Linked DNA regions of Zea mays: regions 1 and 2 are each linked to region 3. The links are chromatin contacts, called in public Hi-C maps. All regions are on one chromosome and are shown on one strand. Each heading gives the region's core, a stretch centred on a gene start, on an enhancer-like site or on the middle of the called end of the contact. The rest is flanking DNA. Distances are from core to core; before and after follow the strand shown. Region 1 holds the start of LOC100194131. Region 2 holds the start of LOC100283551 (developmentally-regulated GTP-binding protein 2). Region 3 holds the start of LOC100216851.

What was found. Hi-C and Micro-C count contacts between places; a contact is called where the count stands out from the background.
Region 1: a contact with region 3 is called in a Hi-C map of leaf, with 3 times the contacts expected there. The contact joins the promoter of LOC100194131 here to the promoter of LOC100216851 in region 3. A contact is called at or near these places in 4 of 25 Hi-C or Micro-C datasets (ear, leaf and tassel).
Region 2: a contact with region 3 is called in a Hi-C map of leaf, with 3 times the contacts expected there. The contact joins the promoter of LOC100283551 here to the promoter of LOC100216851 in region 3. A contact is called at or near these places in 4 of 25 Hi-C or Micro-C datasets (ear, leaf and tassel).

What each region holds. Positions count from the first base shown.
Region 1 is chr9:160,849,102-160,852,732 of Zm-B73-REFERENCE-NAM-5.0, reverse strand. It overlaps LOC100194131, which reads right to left and starts at 2,059. Exons shown (of 16, transcript NM_001350861.1): 1 at 1,897-2,059; 2 at 1,616-1,746; 3 at 1,435-1,500; 4 at 980-1,089; 5 at 724-784; 6 at 442-525; 7 at 150-206. The coding sequence starts at 2,017.
Region 2 is chr9:161,145,430-161,148,944 of Zm-B73-REFERENCE-NAM-5.0, reverse strand. LOC100283551 (developmentally-regulated GTP-binding protein 2) reads left to right here and starts at 2,091. Exons shown (of 12, transcript NM_001156451.1): 1 at 2,091-2,183; 2 at 2,531-2,660. The coding sequence starts at 2,591. It overlaps TRNAN-GUU (transfer RNA asparagine (anticodon GUU)), which reads right to left and starts at 1,121; the gene lies at 1,048-1,121.
Region 3 is chr9:161,002,336-161,006,086 of Zm-B73-REFERENCE-NAM-5.0, reverse strand. LOC100216851 reads right to left here and starts at 2,027. Exons shown (of 7, transcript NM_001366944.1): 1 at 1,277-2,027. The coding sequence starts at 1,876.

The sequences.
Region 1 (3,631 bases), core at 810-3,309, 150 kb after region 3:
CACTACATCAGGCCTGCCCTTACCAATTCTAAGAAAATCTTTTCAGGACCAAAATGGTATAGTTCAAGTTTACTCTGGGTTTTGACTACTCAAGATGAGCTGTATACACAAACTTTAGTTATGCATTACTGAAATAGAACATCACATACCACATTAGTTGCATCAAACTTCCCTCCTAGGCCAACCTCAAGAACAGCAACATCTACCTGTTAGAGTCGGAAAAAAGACAGGGAAATGATTGGGCAGATGCCAGCGAAGCTCAGAAGGTATAAAGAATGAGTAAATTCCTAGTGTCAGAAGAGCATATATGTGATAGATGCATCAATGTGTCTACCTTAAAACCACATATTTGCACAACAACTTGCAACTAAAATGGCTTTAGCATCTTGAATATCTTGCAAAGAAGGCAGAAAGAGTAGTAAATGCTTGTATTTTCTATACCTGCTCAGCAGAAAATATCTTGAATGCGAGCAACGCGAGGAACCTGAAATAGGCTGGCATGGGAATATCATCATCAGTCTTCTCCTGGAAGTAAGCCCATTTATCTCATCATCCACCAGTTTATATAGAATAAAAGCAGCATGATGAGATCAGACAGATTATATGACAAATGCAAAAAAGTTCCTGATGGAATCAATTCAGTAGTTTGAGCTTTGCCACTTCTAGGTAGTAAACGTCGAGCGCAGAGTGACTTTATATGGAACAACAAATCAAGACACTTACCTTCAACTTGTTCCAGCACCACCAGAAGTACTTCAAAAATTTCTCTTCAGAAATATTAACCCTGATGCCCTCAGAAAGGAGCTAGGTCAGTGCGATCATAAATTTCATAGCACCTAATTACAGGGACAGCACAAGAAAGATGACACAGGATGTTTACATACAAAAAATCATTTGGAAGTTCATAGGATCCACTGTTGTCAACACCACAGCCAGATGCAGGTGTATAAGATGAAAGAACAGTAGGAAAAAGAATTACCCATCTAGCTGAAATCGCTCTCTAACATCCATCAAATGTGGTGAGGTGAACAGCCCAGTATGGAAGCCACACGATCGCAGGATTGACTCGGTGAATGTGCATGTGGAACCCTGTAGATAGATACAGTCAATGCCTTTTCAATTGATGCCAAATCAGGGCCCTAAAAGAATTCAGCATTTCTCATTTCATATTACTACTGTACAAAGACGCAGTTCAATGCTAGCCAATACATATATGGAAATGGTTGCACTGCATCCTGGTATCAAACACGAGTAGCATTAAAGTGCGACTTTAGTAAAGCTTAATGCTTCGCGTTGTTTACATTTGCATTCCATCTGAGCCGTGATTGCCTAGCTGTTTTACCCTACAAATATTGAATCTGAATTCCTGAACTTTCTGATCAAACTAAAAGTGAGACAGCAGGATTGACTAGAGGATGCCGCTAGTTCCTTTACCTTCCCCTTGGTCCCCGCGACGTGAATCACTTTCATCCGCGCGATCGACTCCTCCAGCTCCAGAATCTAACCACCATTCGCACCAAACAGATCCAATTTATCAAACAACCACCCTATTACAATTCGGAACAGCTTTCGCAGGAGGAGATCTTATAGAATCTCAACGCACGGAGCCACGAACCTTGACGTAGTGCTCCATGAGGTCCCACTGGTTGCCGCGGTTGGCGCTGTTCGCGCGCACCTTCTGCGTGATGAGCGAGGAGAGCCGCCCCAGCACCTCCTCGTACTCCGCGGTCGCCGGTGGGGCGCCACCTGAAGGAAGCCCAACAACAACCAAACACACGCACCCAATCCACCGCCGTGGTCAGTTCATCAGCTCACCAAACGTCCGCAGCCATTGTGCAGCGTGATGTAAGCAAGGAATCAAGCAGGCAGGCTGGGTCCCGGGCGTGCGCCGCTCACCTGGCTGCGCCTGCGCGGCGGCGGCGGAGGCCATGGCGCGGCGGATGATGATGAGGTGGGCGGAGGGAGAGAGGAGGAGCAGGCGCCGGAGGTGGGCGGCGAGAGCGGGACGCGAGCGCATAAGCGTCGTGGAGCAGGCGAGGGGAGTGCCGGTGGGAGGGCGGAGGTGGGGGTTGGTGACGCTGCCGGCGGCGCCGTGGTGGGCCCCACGGGCGCCGCAGTGCCGCATACAGACAGGTTCCAACTGGTGGGGGGCTGATTCTTCTTTATTACCAGATTAGGTGGCTGCCATTTTGCTTATCGTCGTGTGGTGGGAAACGAATTACGTGAGACCCAGGTCCTTTGTTAATCTGTAAGACCTGATCTGTCTTTGCGCCACGTAGAACTCCGAATCTCAAAGCCAGAACTCACCACAACATTTTATGGGCCTTGGGCCATATCCTATCGGTAAAACACAAGCAGGAATTCCAACCGACGCCATCTAGGTAACGAGCAAAGCCTTGTCTTGCCTAGCGCCGCCTGTAAGCCGGAAAGGCTGATCATCTAGACGGCAAATCATCCCGACGGCAGCAACTGGTTGCACTCACGGGGACGGATTGACATCGGCAGTCTAATCACTCCGGCGACAGAGCTGATGGTACTTTAGAGATGGAGGTCAGTGATGTTTTTCTATGTTGTACAACAGAGTAATAAGATTAGTAAAAGGAAGATATATTTAGTTTGGTCTTTGCTGCTTTAGAATTGCTCTTTAGACCTGACAAACTACTTAATTTCGTGTTAATATTCATTGTAGGGCAATCATCAAAATTTATCCTTAGAACAAGTACCACAGGTTGGCTTAACCTTTGAATCTGAAGATGCTGCATACAATTTCTATAACTCATATGCAAGAAAGATTGGATTTAGTATCAGAAAGTGTCATGTTAAGTACAGAGCTGATGGTACTTTAGCTTCCAAGTACATGGTTTGCAGTAACGAAGGTCACAAGAATAGTAATCCGACACAACCGCCTAAGAAAGAACGTGCTTCAACAAGGTCAGAATGCAAGGCTCGTGTTCAGTTTTATATTTCCCGTGAAGGTATTTGGAAGATGCAAAAAGTTGAATTGGCACATACTCACCCTTTCACAAGTCCTGACAAGACTCATATGCTTAGATCACAGCGACGTTTGCTACCGGCTGATGAACATATCATTAGCAAAATGAGAGAAGCAGGGGTTAAGTCAACAGAAATATTTGAATTTTTTCAGGTGTGGTCTGGTGGAGCTGAAAATGTGCAGTTCTTGCAGATGGATTGCAACAACTTTATTAGTCGTGAGCGTAAAAAGTATTTGGAAACACAAGATGCAAAAACTTTGTTGGAATACTTAGAAAACAAACAAGCAGAAGACCCGTCTTTCTTTTATTCTGTGGAGCTAGATCCAGATAATGGCGGTCAAATTTGTAATTTCTTTTGGACAGATGGCCAGGCCATTGCAGATTATGCTTGCTTCGGTGATGTCATTTGTTTTGACACCACGTTTCAAACAAATAAGTCTGAAATGCCATTTGCCCCTATTATTGGAACAAATCATCACAGACAAACTATTGTTTTTGGAGCTGCACTATTGTTCAATGAAAGTTCGGAATCATTTGCTTGGCTGTTTAAAGCCTTTTTGAAAGCAATGTCTGGGAAAAAACCTAAAACAATTTTTACAGATCAATGTGCTGCAATAGCGAAGGCAATTATGATGGTA
Region 2 (3,515 bases), core at 842-3,341, 140 kb before region 3:
TGACATTTGTCTCTATATATTGAGTCATCGTATGTGTGGTTTTTAATTTGGCGCACGTATGAGACACACCCGAATTTGTCTTTAAAACCGGGTGTGACATTTTTCCAAAAGATACTTTCTGGAACGAAATAACCTTTTTCACTGAAAATTGAAGCCATGGAAGGTTGAATGATGAAAATGGTCAATAAAAATTGAAAGGTTGCATAAATAAAGGGTATTGCTTTCTCTAAAATGAACACAAGAAAAGAAACATGTAAACAATTTTTTTGATTTGGTACACAAGAAAGAAACAAAACATGAAATGAACACAAGAAAAAGAACATGTGAACCCAAATGAACTGATTTGAGATAAAAAAAACATGTGAAACCAAATGAATTGATTCGAGGCGTAAGAAAGGAAAAAAACAAGAAATGAACGCAAGAAAAAGAACATGTAACACAAATGAATTGATTTGAAACACAAAAATTGAAATGATCACAAGAAAAAGAACACGTTAACCCAAATGGATTGTTTTGAGACACACAAAAGGCAAAAACATGTGAACGGAAATGAATTGATTTGAAACACACAAAAAAAATGAACAAAAGAAAAATGAGCATGTTAACCCAAATGAAGTACAAACATAAAAATATAAAAAACATGTGAACACAAAATAATTTATCTGAGACAAAAAATGTTCAAAATAACATGTTAACCTAAACGAATTAATTTGAGACAAAAAACAAAAAATATGAACACATATAAATTGATTTGGGACAAAAAAAGTATTCGCTAGAAGGATTGTTTTGAGACACACAAAAGGCAAAAACCATGTGAACGGAAATGAATTGATTTGAAACACAAAAATAAAATGAACAAAAGAAAAATGAGCATGTTAACCCAAATGAAGTACAAACATAAAAAATATAAAAAAATATGAACACAAATTAATTTATCTGAGACAAAAAATGTTCAAAATAACATGTTAACCTAAACGAATTAATTTGAGACAAAAAAAAACAAAAAATATGAACACAGATAAATTGATTTGGGACAAAAAAATTACTCGCTAGAAGGAGGGCTTGAACCTCCGACCTTGTGGTTAACAGCCACACGCTCTAACCAACTGAGCTATTCCAGCTTGATGTTCAATACTTAACTAAGTCATATATATTCTAATGAGTAAGCCATGTGATTAGGTCACCACATCAAGCAATAGTGTCAGCTCCATCCAGATGCAGAAAACTCAGAACGAGTTAGTTCACCTTAATTAGGTTGTGTTTGTATTTAGCATATATAATAAATCAAATGGAAGCGACTGAGAAAAATGTAGCCATAAAAAAGAAAAACATAAAGCATGGCATGGCATGGAATGGCTTCAGTTTATTTTGATCATAAAGAACAATTAAGTGGATAACGTTTTCAACAATGCTTTCCAACAAAGCTGAAACAATTTTTTCCTTTTATCGAGCGGGGCAATGTTCAATGCCCATGAGAATAATTCCTCTATATTTTTAGTGTTCCATACTAATTTTTTATATCCAAAAGGATGTTCTGACTTTACCATTTCAAAAATGGTTTAAAGTTCACATGAGACAAAATATTTTACCTTATGTCAACAGAAGTTCTTATGTTTTAATAGGCTATCATATATATTCCCTTGTCCCAAAATAGTATTCATTTTAGGGTGTTAATAAATTCATACAATGTTGATGTATGTGTATCATATATGTGTCTAGATTTATTGTTATCCATTTGTATATGGACAAAAAGAAGCTAAAACGGACTATATAATGGGACATAGGGAGTATAACTTGACAATATACTAATATTTTTTTAAATGAAAAGAAGTAAGTTGGCACGACAACCAAGTCTATAGGAGTTCTAAAATTAAATTGCCATGAAACAATAAAATCAAACTATTTTTTGAGAATGTATGTTTCATACTTATTTTTGTTTTATTTTCAACAAAAAAAAGAGAAAGAAAATTTAAAAAAAAACTGCAAAAGGAACGGCCCAGGGAAAAAAACGGCCCAGAGAAGCACAGTGCGGGTGCGCCCAGCATCGGCCGAACTGGTCTATCGGCGCCGCCCTTCACGCCGAGAGTTCCCTCTTTCTCGCTTGCTCACTCGCGTCGACGACTGGGCTACCGGCGCCTCCACCCTCCGCCTGGTGTCCTTCGCCGTCGACGAGCGCACACCAGGTTTGTCCGCCCTTTTTCTTCCCTTCCTGCCGTGGTAAACCGAGCAAGAAAACCCTAGCTTAAGCTATGTGGCTATTTGTATTTGGATCTGATCGAATCGCGTTGTGCCTATCCCAAAATCGTGTCCCAAAATCGTGGGGTTCCATTCACCCCCCCCCCCCCCCCCCCACACACACACTAAGAAGCGTATTGTGGATTGACGCGAGTTGCAGTGAGTGAAACTAGGTGCTGCGAGTTAGGAATGCAGTTTTAGGTAGATGTTTATACATGTAACATGTTTCCTTGCACGGACTAGTTATAGGCTTGGCTTACCATATTCTGATCTTTGGTTGCTTGTCAGGGTACAGTACGTATTGCTCGTGATTTGTGTAACTACGGAGCAAGCTGCATACAGCACAAGATAGAAGATGGGTATCCTTGAGAGGATCAAGGAGATTGAGGCCGAGATGGCTCGGACTCAGAAAAATAAAGCAACAGGTTTTGCTGTCTTCACTGCACGTGTTTTACAGCTATGCAATTCATCCTCATCATCTCATTTTCCTTTTGAATGAAACTGTGCTGCGATGTTTCCAGAGCATATACCTTATCATCAATTGCCTTTTAGCAGGTTTTGTACCTAGAATATCTGATCGTATTCCTGTTCAGTGCTATAGATGTTTATGATGATGAACAGAAACTATCATTTGGCCATCTGCTGGTGGATTCGTAACAAATTTTAAGATGTAGACATAATTTGGACTAGTGAATTGAACAATATGCCCTTTGCAATATAAAATATTTTTACTCAAATCAAGTATTGATGAACTACCGGTCAGATTTTTTTTCTCGAAAGCGCAGGAGAGTTGCGCATCATTATATTAAGTAGAAGGAAAAAAGGTCCAAAATAGACCTCAGTACAAAAGACCTCCCCTAAGGGGATAAAAAAACCAAAGAAAAGAAGAGAAAAAACAAAAAACAAACAATTCCTGATAAACAATTACGGCCCTTCAGCGATAAAGCAGGCAGCTAGGTGCCCCGGATGGTTGCGGCAAGAAAGGAGAGACCCTTAGCTCCTGCCATTTCCCACAACTGTTGTTCCTCCCTTGCCTGACAAAGGGCTGCAGAAACACTAGGGGAGATTCCATCGAAGACAATTCGATTCCGATGATTCCAAATAATCCAGGCTCCCAAGGCAATAAGGGAGTTGACACCCCTCATAATCGTATCTCCAGAGCCATTGTCAATCATCTCCCACCAACCCGTAAAAGACACCGTACTAGGTGTAGGAGCCAGATTTTGTAGTCTGAAATTGCACATCAGCCGGAACCAGAATTCTCTCGCAAAAACACAAGA
Region 3 (3,751 bases), core at 778-3,277:
GCCGACAGGGCAAGGTCGCGCCCCGTGTGCCGCAGTCAACCATCACCAAGGCTGCCTCGAGTATCTGTCGGCGCATCTCTCGCACTCTTCGTCGTGCAAGGAAGCCACGAGCAGCAGCCTGTATGTCCACAGTCGCCGACGTCTGGAGCCGTGCAGACAACGCCAGCTGTTGCTGCTCATGTTGCACTGCTGCCTTAATTTGCAGCAGCCCCTGCTCAACTATCCGTAGCGAGTCTTGCATTTAGATCAGCCCTCATGTTGGTCCACAAGTCCCTCATCGATGGAGCTGGTGATCGTTGAGCCATGGCTGCCCCTAGTGGCGTCGTCCATGGGGACGGAGACGCCGTCAACGAAGATGATGTGACGAAATTTGGCATTGTCCCTGGAGATGGACACGCCGGCGTCCAGGATGTGTTGACAAAATTAGCAGGCGATGCTACCCATGGAGATGGGGACGCCGGTTGCCAGGATGGCGTGACGAAAGTGGCATGCGACGCAGCCCATGGAGATGGGGACACCGGTTGCCAGGACGGCGTGACGAAGGTGACATGCGGCGCAGTCCATGGAGATGGGAACACCGGTTGTCAGGACACCGCCGCGAAATTGGCAGCAGAAGCCATGGGATCAGATCGAAACCCAAGCTATCTGATACCAGATGTTATGGTCGCTAGATCGGTGAGGGATTGGAGAGGGATATCGATGGACTAGAACGTCGGCCAGGGGCCTCTGCCCACGGCTGAGCAAGATGAGAGTTTTTCTCTTCTAATTCTTGTCTGCTTTATTTCTCATCCATTGATTACATAAATAGGCCGGCTGACTGTCCCTATCTAGCTAGAGATCCTTATCTCCTTAAAACTCTCCTAAAAATTCTCAACAAACTACTAACTGATAACCTTCTTAGATAATCTCAACTAATCTCCTAAATAATCTCAACTAATTTTTTAATCTTATCTCTAACTATCCTTATCTAATCCTTCTTGGAGGGCCCATAGTTGTTGCTGCAGCAGCCCCTCCGTGGTTCTTCTTAGGCCCTGACAGATGCATGCTTAATAAATATACAAAATTTATTTTTTATTTCATCCAAATACATCCTCAAAGAAGGTTAATGGTCAAAATGAGCCCCTCAAAAAAGGTGTATGCATGTAGAAGAACTACTTTAGTATGGTGGCGACCATGAGCAGTAGTAACTGGCGGCATGTCATGATTATATTATCACTGGGCAGTAGCACATTATGCTAGTTGGTGACACAAACAAGGTAGCAAAAAAAGAACGCACCGAGTTTGTCGAGGCATACATAAACACTCGATCTTCGAACAGCATGTCCTCGTAATCCTCATTGATGGAATCTCTGAAAATCTGAATAATGCTCTTGTCCCTCACAATCTCTGCAGGATCATCAGTTATCTGGTCCAACAAGCTGTCCTCCCGATTCCAGTCCCCACCTCCTCCAGTCCCTGACGTGCCGCCACCACTGATCCAATCCTCCCACGATCGCTCCTCGGCGTTCATCGCATCCTGCTGGGCCTCGCGCATTTCAACGATTGCCTCGGCCTTACTCATCCACACCTTGAACTTTTCATTGTCCGACAGCTCCTGGTTGGCGCCAATCTCCTCCAAGAGCTCGTCCTCCTCCCTCCACCCGGCCAGGCTCTCGTCGTCTTCGTTCCAGTCAGAAAAGAAGGTCTTCCACCACGGCCGCTGCCATTTGCTGAGACGCCGCCGCCTCCTCTTAGCGAAGACCACCGCGTGTCTGCGCCTCGCCCTCCTCCTACTACTGTGGGAACCGAGAGCGAGCACCCCGCGCGCGCAGACAGCGCCGTGGCCCCCGCAGAGGGTCCTGTTGGAGACGGCCGCGGAACAGCTCATGAAGGTCATGAAACGCGGACCATATGCTGCCTAGCAAGTAGCAAGATAGCTGGCCCCAGCGGTACTTGGAACGCAGGGGCAGATGCACCCGGAGAAGCAGCAGCTGCCAGCTGGAGACGAAGAGTCGGGATGATCCAGGCAGGCATAGCCTGCTAGAGAGAAATCCACGGACGCGCCACACCAGCAACCCTCATGGGCCTCACACCTCATGGACAACTCTAGCGGTTTCTTCTGGGTCTACAGTGGGCCTTTGCCGGGATTCGGCCCGGCTAAAAGGCCCAGGTAGATGTGGGCATGGCGATTCCTTTTACTGCAACACAAACCCTACCTTGGTTATATTAAAAACTTACTCTGACGAGAGATTAAGACTCGAACTGAAACAATTTACAATGGAACTTTATATGACTTAATGAAGCTTAAAACCTGCATACTGAACCCTGCAACTCATTATGCCTCCCTCTTCTGATGTCGACACGTTTCAGTTCTAAAATACATGAAGCTCTGGACATCCTGGAACAGTAACCTGACATGCAAAAGAGATCCTTCAGATTTGATGAAAACTTCATATGCCAAGCCAATATACCATATTACCATTGACTGACTGCAAATTGTAATTATTTTCCCAGCCTAAGCACACACAAAAAAAACGAATACCAAATTATGGACTCAACAGTTTTTACGGTTTTTGGTGTTGGGACAGTTAGATTTTCATTCTTAAGAGCGATGGGAACAGTTTATGTATTCATCATCTCAAGCAAGAATCCAAGAAAAACAAAACTTGGATACACCAGAAAAGAAGTGTTTCGTAATATTTTACACTGTCGTCCGAGAGAAAAAATATTTCACTCTGCACTTTTCCAATTAACATTGTTGGTTTTTTCTTGCCAAAAGAATGAACCTGGCAATAACCTATTGTTCAAAGACTAAATTTCTTCTTATATTCTCCCTGGACAACAAAATAGTGAATAGATTCTCCACTACTTATGTTCAAACACTGAAAATAAATCAAGTAGGAATAACAATGCAAAGCCCAAGACATACCTAGAAGGCAACAATTTTCCAAACATTAAAATTTGGTACTGTTTATGAGTGTTTAGAGCTCAAATACATAGACTAACCCCTCCCATTTGTTTGGTCAAGCTCCAACTAACCAGGAGTACTGACGATAAAATGTCATCAATAACACCTTACAAGAGCTCACTGGATAAATGAATGCAGGCCTCAACTTTAGGCGTACATGGATCTTCTATTTAAGAGAATGACAATTCATATAACATACCCTAGAAGGATGTCTGATACTAGAATCATTAGGAAGGCCTTCCCACTGTCTGAAATGTTGTTTAGCAACTTAAATCCTGTGAACTTCAGCATCGCAACCTGAATGTGAGGAGGGAGTAAAAGTAAGATGTATGATAACAACATAACCCTATACATTCATTTGGAGAAACAAAAGGCCATGATAATCAATCAGACAAATTTACATTGCCTATACATTATTACAGAAAGCTGTCTGCTAGTTACGCTAACTGGATGACACATCTTTGGTCCAAAGTAGGTGCTATAAAAGTAATGATTCTGATGGATGGTGATTTTACAAAAAGTAATGACTTGACAAGAAAGCTATTGTATTCAGCATTTTTTTTCCCGCAGCTCATACCAGACGTCGTCATCAGAAAGCGGAGGAGATTTGCCAATCTCTACTTCAAGACAGTATCTTGCCTTTTTCGAATCGAGTAGCTCAGCTGCAAGTGACACCTTCTGGACACGCCTGTCTTTATTAGGTAATGCATGTAATACAATCTGCATAGCATACTTGGTTCTGCCCTGGCGCGTGTCTCGGTGCCTGACTGCCTGCGCCTCGCTCTCCTAGTACTCCTGTGGGAA